2 separate regions of the Rattus norvegicus genome follow, and region 2 is linked to region 1. A link is a contact called in public Hi-C data. All regions are on one chromosome and are shown on one strand. The core of a region is the stretch at or near the end of the contact, and the rest is flanking DNA. Distances in the headings are between cores, read along the strand shown.

Region 1 (5,073 bases), core at 1,521-4,020:
ACTGAATAGACCCCTGGGCCACTGGAGCCAGGAGAGGGCAGGCAGCCTGGTACCCAGCAGAAGGCTGGAGCACACAACCCGCACAGCCAGGATCCGCAGACCCAGATGACGGGAAGATGCTCCAAGCGCCCCAGTCTCTGGCTCCCGGGCAGGGAGAGGCGGACGCGCACGCGCGCGCACGCACCACGTCCTTCGCCCGGAGTTGTGTCTCGTCTCCCTTTTGTTTTTCTCCGTTCCCGGTCATGAGACCCGGAAGTTTTTTTTTTTTTTTCAATCCTGTCTCCCTTTTCCACCCCCCTCCCCAATCTATCACATGGCAAAGCTAGAATAAAAACAGAAAAATGGCGACGGTCACGTTGTGGCGAGCCTTGCTGCGTCATTAGATAATCCTCATGCAAATAGCGGGAAGAACAAAGGAAGGGGGGCTCGGGACCCCCGAGGGCTCAGGTGGGTGCGGGGCGCGCGCGGCCGCGGGGGCGGCGTCCATGTGCGCGCTCCGGGTGCTGCGCTCTCGACCCCGGGCTGGCGGCGCGCCCTGGCCGGCCGGCGGGGCGCGGAGAGCGGCTCTGCGGCGCGCGCACGGCGCTCGCACTCGGGCCGGCCCGGTGCCCCGGAGCCCGGAGACGGCGGCGGGGGCGGGGGCTGCAGTCGGACGCCCATGGTAGCACGGCGCCAGCTCCGGTAGGCGGCGGACCGCGCGGGGCGGCAGCGCGGGGCCGGGCCCGGAGCTGTGGCGCACTCGCTTTTTCCCCCCACCCCCGCCCGGTTGGCTGGGCGCTGGCGTGGTTCCCTCGCCGTCCCGCGGCCGCTGGAAATAGAGCCGGGATGTTGTTTACATGACGGATCCGGCAGGAGGAGTCTTCGAGGAGGAGGCGGAGAGAGGAAGAGCGGAGTCCCCACGGCAGCGGTGGCGGGCCGGGGTGAGGGCGAGCGCCGCGCGGTCCCCGAAGCCAGGACACTGGAGCCTAGGGTAGGCAGGCGGGGACGCGGGCTGCGGGAAGGCTGTCACAGGGGGCTTTGGGGTTCCTACCCTGTCACGCAGACTCTTATGGGCAGGGAGAATGGAGAGAGGTTGAGAGAACCTCTGTTTCCCCTCACGTTCGGGAACGCCCCCCCACCCCTTATCCCCACTCTTTCCCGCTTCTCCCTGGACTCACCTGTTTATTTCCACCTCTCAGGGCTTTGGGGTTTTGTTTGTTTGTTTCAAATATGGGACAGAGGGGCTAGGGTTATTATTATTATAATTACTAGCGAGATTATTGGGAAGGCGAGAGCGTGTTGCTATAATCGATGCTAGTCCAGGTCGGTTTTCAGGAGGGGGAGGGGACTTGGCGGAGACCCCGGCTTCTGGCCGTAGCTGACCCCAGGGCGCCTCCCCGCCTTCCCGGTGAGGAATCCTTTCCCTGGCTCCGCGAAGCCAGCTGCCACCTTCTTGGAGAAAGACCACACCTATGCTTCTTCCCGCTTTGGAGGCGAGGTGAGCTAAGAAGCCAGGCAGTGCCCTGCCCACCAGAGTTTGGCCAGACCTCGACACCCCAGAATTGGTAAAAGGTGTTTCTTTTCACCTGCTTATAGCGTTGGTACGTCAGCCCTCTAGTCCCCAGAAGTTGCAGTTCACAGTTTACATTAGAATTTGTCTCTTCCTTACCCTTCTTCCCCCGTCACCCCCCCTCCCCCAACGGCAATGAACTCTTGAGTTTAAGTTGAGAAAGAGGTGTCCCCTGCCCTGCCCCTAGTGAGGTTTTGTTTTTGTTTTTGTTTTTAATTCCACAGTGGAATTAATTTACTCAGATCTACACTTCCCCAGTCTCCTCTATCTCCCATTAAACTTAGCCCAAACCAGGCCGAAGCTTCTATTCCCTGTGGGCCGCACCCTGGCCCCTTGCCTTTCTTCAGAGCCAAATGCCTCTCAAAGCAGAAGGCACACCCAGCCCTAAGTCTCTTCCAGGAGGGAGGGAAAGAAAAGGGATTGGGGGGTGAGGGGAACGGTATCCTCAAGTTCCGGTCCGAATCCCCCAGTAGCATTCCCCTCCCAGAGCCTCCTAAATTCTTCCTAACAGCTGTTTCTGCAGCCTCTTTTGCTCCTGTCCTTCTTGATGTTTAGATGGAGTGGATGGAGAAAGATAGTCTCCCCCCACCCTTATCCTAGAATTAGGCATTTTTTTTCTCCTCTGTCTTTTCATTTATTGTGTTTTGCATATTCAAGCGTGATTGCCTGCTATTAGAGTTGATTTTCTTCCTGGCTAGTGACTAACAGAGACTCCTGAGGGAAGGTGAGGTGAGGGCTGTTGAGAAGGGAATCATTCACCACGTGTCCTCAGAATTGCCAGAGAAGACCCTTCTGAAGAAGGCACTTCTCCCTTCCATGACATCACCACTAAGCCCTTCCAACTTTAGTTTCAGAACAGGAAGAAGGCTCAAAATAGAACTACCTTAGGAATCCAGTTCCTTCACGAGATCAACTTTTACATCAGCGGCTGAGGGAACAAAGTGAGCTTTGACCCGGAGTGAAAGGGAAGAGAAAGCGGTAGTGTTAGTAAATGCTTTTCTCAAGGTTGGCTGGTATATTGAGGCTAATGAGTGATAATTAGGTGTGGTGTTTATTATTCATATGTATTGGCATGTACACGGAAGCATATGTGTAAAGTAGGACTCATGGACTGTGATCTGCAATCCTGGTAGACCAGCCTGGTAGACAGAAGCTAGGAAGGGGTACTTGAGAAAGAGGGAGTCTGAGGATGCAGCAGCTGCTCTCGGTAAGTTGAGAGGCTTAGTGTAAACAGTAATTGTAACTTTCACAGGGTGACTAATGTCCTAGACAAAGACGGCCCAGTGTCAAGCTTTCTCTCCTCAGAAATTAACCCTGGTTGGGCTCTGGCTATCGTGGCATTTTGTAGACCAGGCTAGCCTGGAACTCAGAGATCCACCTGTCTCTGGGATAAAAGGTGTGTGCCACTACAATTGGCTGGTATCTCCAATCTTCTCCTATATGCTCCTGATTTGAGACAACACCTTTCTCCCTAAGGAGCACTTTCCAGAAACAGCTGCTTAGAAAATACTTTTGTAGAAAAAGAAAATACTGAAACAGTTGGTGTATACTGTAGCAAGACTTGCTGCTCAGTGGGGTAAGGGCTTGTATTCTGATTCAGGTTTAAAAGAATCCACGTGGCTTACAGAATAGTCTGTACCAGCTACTACTGTAGCTGCTAGCAACCCTGGGCACCAGCCATCTAAACTAGAAAGGCTGATGAGATCAAGTTTTAAACCCACTTAAATTTTAAAACCCATAAATGACTCAGGTATTGGAAACTTAACTGTTTGGAAAACACACACACACACACACACACACACACACACACACACACACACACATATATATATATATATACACATATATATATACACACACATACATATATATATGTATATATATGTATATATGTGTGTGTGTGTGTGTGTGTATTGGGATCTAAATACAGATTAACTATCTCTTGAAAATTCAGTACTGGACCCAAGATATGTTTTAAGTATAAGTACAGTGGATACTTATACTTAAGAAAAATAGGTTATTAATATGTCTCTTACTAATTTTAGCTCAGTGGGATTTTTTTGTTTTTTGTTGTTTTCCTTTTGGATTTTCAAGACGGGTTCTCTGTGTAGCCCTGGCTGTCCTGGAACTCACTCTGTAGATCAGGTTGGCCTCGAACTCCTGTAGATCCTCTTGCCCTTTCCTTCTGAGTGCTGAGACTAAAGGTGAACACCATTAAGTCCAGCTAATTTCAGTTTTAAAAAATGTGGCCACAGAGTATTTAAAGGCACACATGAAACTTTGTAACTTTTGTGAGTCTTACTTTATTTAACACCTTGCAGCAGCTGGACTGCTTTGGTCTCCGCATTCTGTCTTTATAGCCATGGATTAATTGCAAAGAGCTTCATCAACTATCTGCTTTCTACTGCTGTAATGCGTGTGAAAACTCAGGGACCCAAGCACATGAAACTATTTCTCCGTCTCAGCCCTCCTAATGTCTGTTTTTCAGGAGGTTAAAAACAAACTAACAAAACATGGAACATTTTAAAGGAGGTAGCAGTGGCTTGTAGGAAATTTGGGAAAACTAAGGTACCTCCCAGCAGCTGCTTGTTTAAGTCTCCCAGGAGGAACAATATATCTGAGGACACTAGGTGATAGGGTAGCAATTGTGGCACATGTCAATGATGTTGCCAGTCTTCTGTTACCTTCATTTACTTTGTCTTTTCCTTTCCTTTCATCCCCTACTTTAGAGCTCAGGATTGCCTACTCCTGACTCTCCCAAAACTCTAGCACAGCAGGAATACTCTGTGTGTGTGTGTGTGTGTGTGTGTGTGTGTGTGTGTGTGTGTGTGTGTTGTCTAAAGAAATTTAGTAATGGCCTAGGAAGGCATTTGTTTATTTCTTGAGACAGGGTCTCTTTATGAACTCTAGCTACCCTGGAATTCACAGCATAAACCAGACTGGCATCAAACTTGGAAATCAACCTGCCTCTGCCTCCTAGCTGTAATATCATTTTATAAATGACAAACTGTCCAATATGATGCAAAGAAAGGAATCAAATAGTTTTATTGATAACCAAAGGCATGAAGAGCCAGTATTGGATGAACTTGAGGGCACGACTGAGAAGTGCTGTGAAGGGACATGAGAAGAACATTGTGTGACTTTAGAAAGAGTTGACTGATTATTACCTACACACAGTGCCAGGCTGTGCAGTTGTTCCCACTTAATGAGTGACATGTCACTGTAGCGTGCCTTGCCAGTAGAAATGTGTTTGTTTCTCAGGGATAAGGGTAGAAATGAGAAGTGCAGAGAAGTGGTGTGTGACTATATTTATGGTCTAACCAAAGGATGTAAATTGGAGATCAGCATTAAATCGTTGGTATTATCTCCTTTACCTGTGCATTACAGGGGTTTCAAAACCTAAGACTCAACATTTAAATGGCAGGGCTGCAGTCAGTAGGATACTGTAGGCTAACAGAAAACCATCAGAAGTTTTTAGAGATGGCTAGTGGTGGGTGATCAATCCGAAGTTAACATTTTGCTAG
Region 2 (5,073 bases), core at 1,732-4,231, 320 kb before region 1:
TCAGGGGATGATGAAGTAATCTCTATATTTGTTTGTATCTTTTTTTTCTCTTAATATGGTATTTTTAATGGACAAATACTTACCAGTTCAGAAGTTGCCTGGCCTTTCCCTTGTAGCCCTGACCCTTCTCTGTATCAGACGACCTACAGCAGTCCCTCTTCCAGCTGTGAACCCACAGCATGAAAACTACAGACCTACTTCTTCTGTTCCGATACAGTCTCTCAAATTTCACAACCGGCTGGATGCCTTCAAGCCGTGTGTGTGTGTGTGTTTGTGTGTGTGTGTGTGTGTGTGTGTGTGTGTGTTTAAAAATTGTATTTCTGCCTACTCCCTCTCTTTTCAAACTGAGTATATGAACAACGGGGTGTATAGTGCTTCACCACATGTAAACAGGACAATCTTATGAAATCAGTACTTTCCTTCCATCTTCCCATAGGCTCCTGGGATTGAACTGAGATCACTGGGGTTGTGTGCAAGCCTTTACCTGCTAAGTCATCTTGGCAACTCGTGCCATTTCTAAATTTCAGTAGGAGTTAACCGACAATTCAAGTCCATCTCTTTTCGATTCACACATGACTGCTGAAAAGCTGAGTTCAACCCAAAGTTCCCAGTATAAGAGCCAAGGCATATCCATGGCTCCAGCCCACAATAGATCCTAAGAACTCCACTTCCAGTCTGGACTACTGTGCCACAGAGCCAAAGTCACCAAGGACCTCAAATCTAAGATGTAACTCCACCCCTACCCTCCCAAACACATGCTTCATCTCCCTTGAAGGCCAATCTTAAAGGGCTGAAACCATAGCTGTAACTGTAGCAAATCAAAGTAACTCATTTTACCCAGACCTCATTCAAAACTACTGTCTTCTCTTGAGCTCTGTGCAGGGCATCGGGTATGCTCGCTCGCTGCCTGCTGCCAAACCAAGCACCTTCCAGTCCTTCCTTCACATATGCGACAGGCACTTGTGTGTGTTAGCCTGCATGCTGTCCTTCCACTAGAGGCTCACTACAACCCGACCCCTAACTTCTCCAGCTTCAATGCTCCCTACTCTGCCTGCAAGAGCCTGTGGAAATGAAAAGACAAGATGTGTTCTGCCATGGCTTCAGCCCCAGTCTTGTGAATGTATTCTGGTCTCAACCCAACCTTTACAGAGCCCTGTAAATTCAGCTCAAGGATTGATCTTCTGCTGATTTCCCCCATACAGTGGTCATCCATATTAGCTTCACAACGGATTACTACAGTCAGGGTGACTCTGAACAAGGGAAATTAATTCTCAGTTCTAGAGGCTAGACTTCTGAAATCAAGGCGTCGGCTGGGCCATTCTCTCTTAAATCTTTAGAGAGCAAGCTTCCTTGCCTAATGCCCAGTGTTGCTAGTGTCTATACCACTGCTGGGCTTGTAGCTACACCACTTCAATTTCTGTTACTGTTTTTTCTTTTAATTACTTATTTAGGTTTACTACTTAGAGCCAAGCACCATACTGCATGTGCAAATGGGGAGGTCAGAGTTGGTTCTCTCCTTTTACCCTGTAGGTCCCAGGGACCAAACTCAGGTCTTAAGGCTCGGCAGCGAGTGCCTTTCCTACTAAGCCATCTTGGGGTCCTCTGCTTCTGTCTTTCCAGGGTGCTTTTTCCCTTCTTATCTGAAGGACATCATTCAAGGCAATACTACCTTGGGTTGATGACATCTGCTATTTGCAAATAAGGCCACACCCTTACTTGGCATCAGGGAGTTACTACTTTAAACCTATCTTTTGGAGGAGCATGATTCACTCTACTATATTATCTCTATTTTCCCAACTGTCTCACAGCACACATCACAGCAATATAATAATTTGTGGCTATCAACTCAGTCCAAACTCCTCACTTATCTTTTACCTTAAGTCTCCAGCATAGCCAGTCTCTCAATAGCAGTTGAATTATCTGTTTTACTTCAGTGCTCTTGTCTACTTCATAGCCTGTGTTCCTTTTCACTACATTAGTACATCAACGACTGTTGCTATTTTGTACTTTCTGCCCATGACTAAAACACTCTGAAGCAGTGAGACACAATTTTTCATGCCTTCTACACTGCCTTCAAACGGATATATCATACAGTGAACACTGCCCAAGTAAACCATGATTACATGGCTGATATTGTCCTCCAAAACTGGTCAGATAAATGTATAATGCACCCACAGGAGCATACACTGTGTCCATCTTGCAGATATCGGGTAAATGGGAAGGTCTTTGTGGATAGTTTTCAAGGAAAGGAAGTCAAACACAGAGACAAGTTAAGTCTACTCTGTGCGGATGACCAGAAATCCGAATACCAGGAAGCCTCCCAATAACTTCATCTCCACTCAACCCCCATTGCTCTGCATTCATACGGATCAGGGTGATAATCTCGGTACCCCCCTGTTAACACTATTCAAGAACACAAATAGCACACCCACTGCTTTGTTCGCAGACCAGTAAAGAAAACACTCAAGAAAGTCTTGTTAAAATCCCACCTAATTGCAGCCCCAAGGTTGTGTCAAATAGAATATTTCTGGTTACTTTCCACTGCCACACGCCCGAAATTAATTCTGCCCAGCGAGAAAATCGTAAAGGAACAACAGGACCAAGTTTCCAACACACATCCTGGACACAAAGGCTCCTCTGTAAGCCACAGGAAACTGCGGCGGGGCAGGAAGGTGAGGATGTGGGACCCTGATGTGACCTACGGGGAACTGAGAAGCCCAGGGGACCACTGTGGAACGTACAGCCCACGGGGGAAGCCCCCGCCTGGGAACGGGAGGGCGTGGGCGTGGGCGCGAGCATTTATAGGCTCGGCGAAACACCTCTGCCGCGCATCCGGGAGGCCGCGGTCTGCACGAGCTCGCACACCCGCACACAGGCTGCACGCTACTCAGCCTGCAGCCGGGAGCGACCCCCACCCATTAGCCGCGGGCGAGGGTCGCAGTGTACCTTTAACGCCCGCCATGTCTCTGGAGCTGGGGCTGTCGCTGCTTCCGGCTTTCTCCAAAAGCCGCCCACACCCAGACTAGCCAGAGCCGGCGCGCGAATCCAAAGCTCGGTCCGCCCCCTGACGGCATTAACTCCATACTCAGCCAACGGAGCCCCGCCTCTTCAGCTAAGCCCCGCCTCTGATCTTAACCCCGCCCCCAGAGGCCCAACTCCGCTCTCCATGCAGAACCTGATTCCTACTGGTTTAGAATTCTGCCAATCATGACGTTTACCCAATTATGCCAGATTTTGCCCTACAGGCACTCAGCATTTCCTGTACGAGTTCCGATACCTGACACTCTGAGCTCCTCCTCTGCGGGGCCCAGTTCCGCTCCGCCCACAGTTCCGCCCCACTCTGGCACACAATCCTGCCTCCAGCCCATGGAGACCCTCCCCCGACGCCCTCCTCCACTTCGGGACTCCGCCCCCGGCTCGCAGAACTCTGGTCTTGGCCGCACCAATCCCACTCGGGTGTGCAGAACTCCGCCCCCTTGGACTGATCCCGCCTCCACCACTCAGCTCGTATTCTACTAGTTATAATTCCTGCCACTTAGAACTTCATTCCGGTAGTCTCCGAATTTACTCAGCAACCCCGCGCGATCCGGGATCTCCACTTCTAGTCTCAGCCCTCTCCTACTTTCACTACCTCAGAAGAGCTCCTTCATTTTAACTCTTCAGGGATCCTGGATTCTGAGCCATCCAACCCTGATTCTCAATCTGGGGTCCAGCCCTTTCTCACTGGCTGGCTGCTAGGAAACTTGCCTGAGAGGACAGGTGGAAAAAGTGGGGCGCTGGATAAGAATGGGGAGAAGTGACCTTCAGTGTGGGCTTAGTTAGACCTCACTTTGCAGGACAACTCTTTCTGTGTGCGTGTGTGTGTGGTTTTTTTGTTTGTTTGTTTGTTTGTTTGTTTGTTTGTTGTTTTGTTTTTCTGAGATTGTATGGCTGGGATAGTAAAGATTGGGCACCAGAAAACAGGCTTAGAGGCATCCCTTCCTAAAATCTTTGACTTTTGTATAGATTTGCTTGCTTTGTAGCTACATTAACATTTTGTGCAAACTACCATATCAGTCTGTCTCCTTCATTCATTACAAACCCTTTGGATCTGAAGTTCTCCAGCTTTTTTTTTTTTTTTTTTGCAACACAGGCCTTCTTCAGTGGAATCTTCCTTCATCTTAGAAACTATCTAGTAATCCAAGACCTCTACAGAAAGGATAGGAACTGTGCCAAACAGCTCTTTAGACAAGGTTAAAAAGACAAAACCCAACAATTTCAAAACTTAAAAGTAAAGGGGAAATAACACTCGAAATGTAAATAAGAAATACTCAAGTTAAAAAAAAAATAAAGGGGAAAAATGCTCAGACTGCTAAGACCTAGTATACAATCAGTGATTCTGAGAAACACATTTGCATAACCTACAATACAACTGTTGTCCTACTTTAAACTGTTAATCCCATTGTAACCATTACAACTTAAGCCATTGTACCCCTTGTAAGTGTATACAAAATGAGCAGAGTACACAGGGTCTGCAGTGTCAGGCATGTGCCAGCATCATGAACAAAGTACTAGGTGAAAAGGAGGGGTTACGGTACCTATAACAGCATTCAGAAAATTGCTTTGCTAAACCTGTGGTTTTAACTCCTTTATAACCACTGAGGAGTTAGGAGGAGGTAGGTTTCCCCACCTTAAATGGTTAGATTACATGATATAATCTTTCATCCTCAACCACCCCTTTTGTCCCTGCTAGGCCTTGTAGAGGGGCTTGCCAAAGCTTTCTGAGTCAGCCTGAGACTAATCCCATGATTTAAGAGAAAGTGATATCAGAGGCAAAGGGTCCTGTGAATGCCAAAGGCTTGTCAAGAAAATACTGAAAAATGGTAAGAAAGGGGAAAAAAAGAGGAGAAAGAGAAAGATTGATGTGGGCCCCCAAGGTAATGTTTGGAATAAGGATCCATGGACAGTGTTTCTCTCCAACTGCTTTCTGCAACAACAACTGTCCTTTCAGTTCACTGAAATCCATCAACAGAACCCACTGTATGAACAAACTCAAAGGAAAAAACAACACATGATCATCTTATTACATGCTGA

Evidence for each region. A called contact is a pair of places that touch in the nucleus more often than the background predicts.
Region 2: a contact with region 1 is called in a Hi-C map of the A7r5 cell line, with 4 times the contacts expected there. The contact joins the promoter of Leprot here to the enhancer-like site in region 1. A contact is called at or near these places in 3 of 12 Hi-C or Micro-C datasets (the A7r5 cell line, Schwann cells and frontal cortex).

Annotation. Positions count from the first base shown.
Region 1 is chr5:121,087,803-121,092,875 of GRCr8, reverse strand. LOC120102934 (a long non-coding RNA gene) reads left to right here. Exons shown (of 2, transcript XR_005504912.2): 1 at 1-970. Among named protein-coding and RNA genes, the nearest start is that of Mir101a, 8.6 kb to the right of the region's middle. Within about 2 kb of position 2,770, at least 42 of the 93 cell types and tissues checked have an H3K27ac peak or open chromatin away from gene starts, as enhancers often do. A contact at or near this core is called in the A7r5 cell line, where this site is marked.
Region 2 is chr5:121,403,078-121,408,150 of GRCr8, reverse strand. Leprot (leptin receptor overlapping transcript) reads right to left here and starts at 2,981. Exons shown (of 4, transcript NM_020099.2): 1 at 2,947-2,981. The coding sequence starts at 2,962.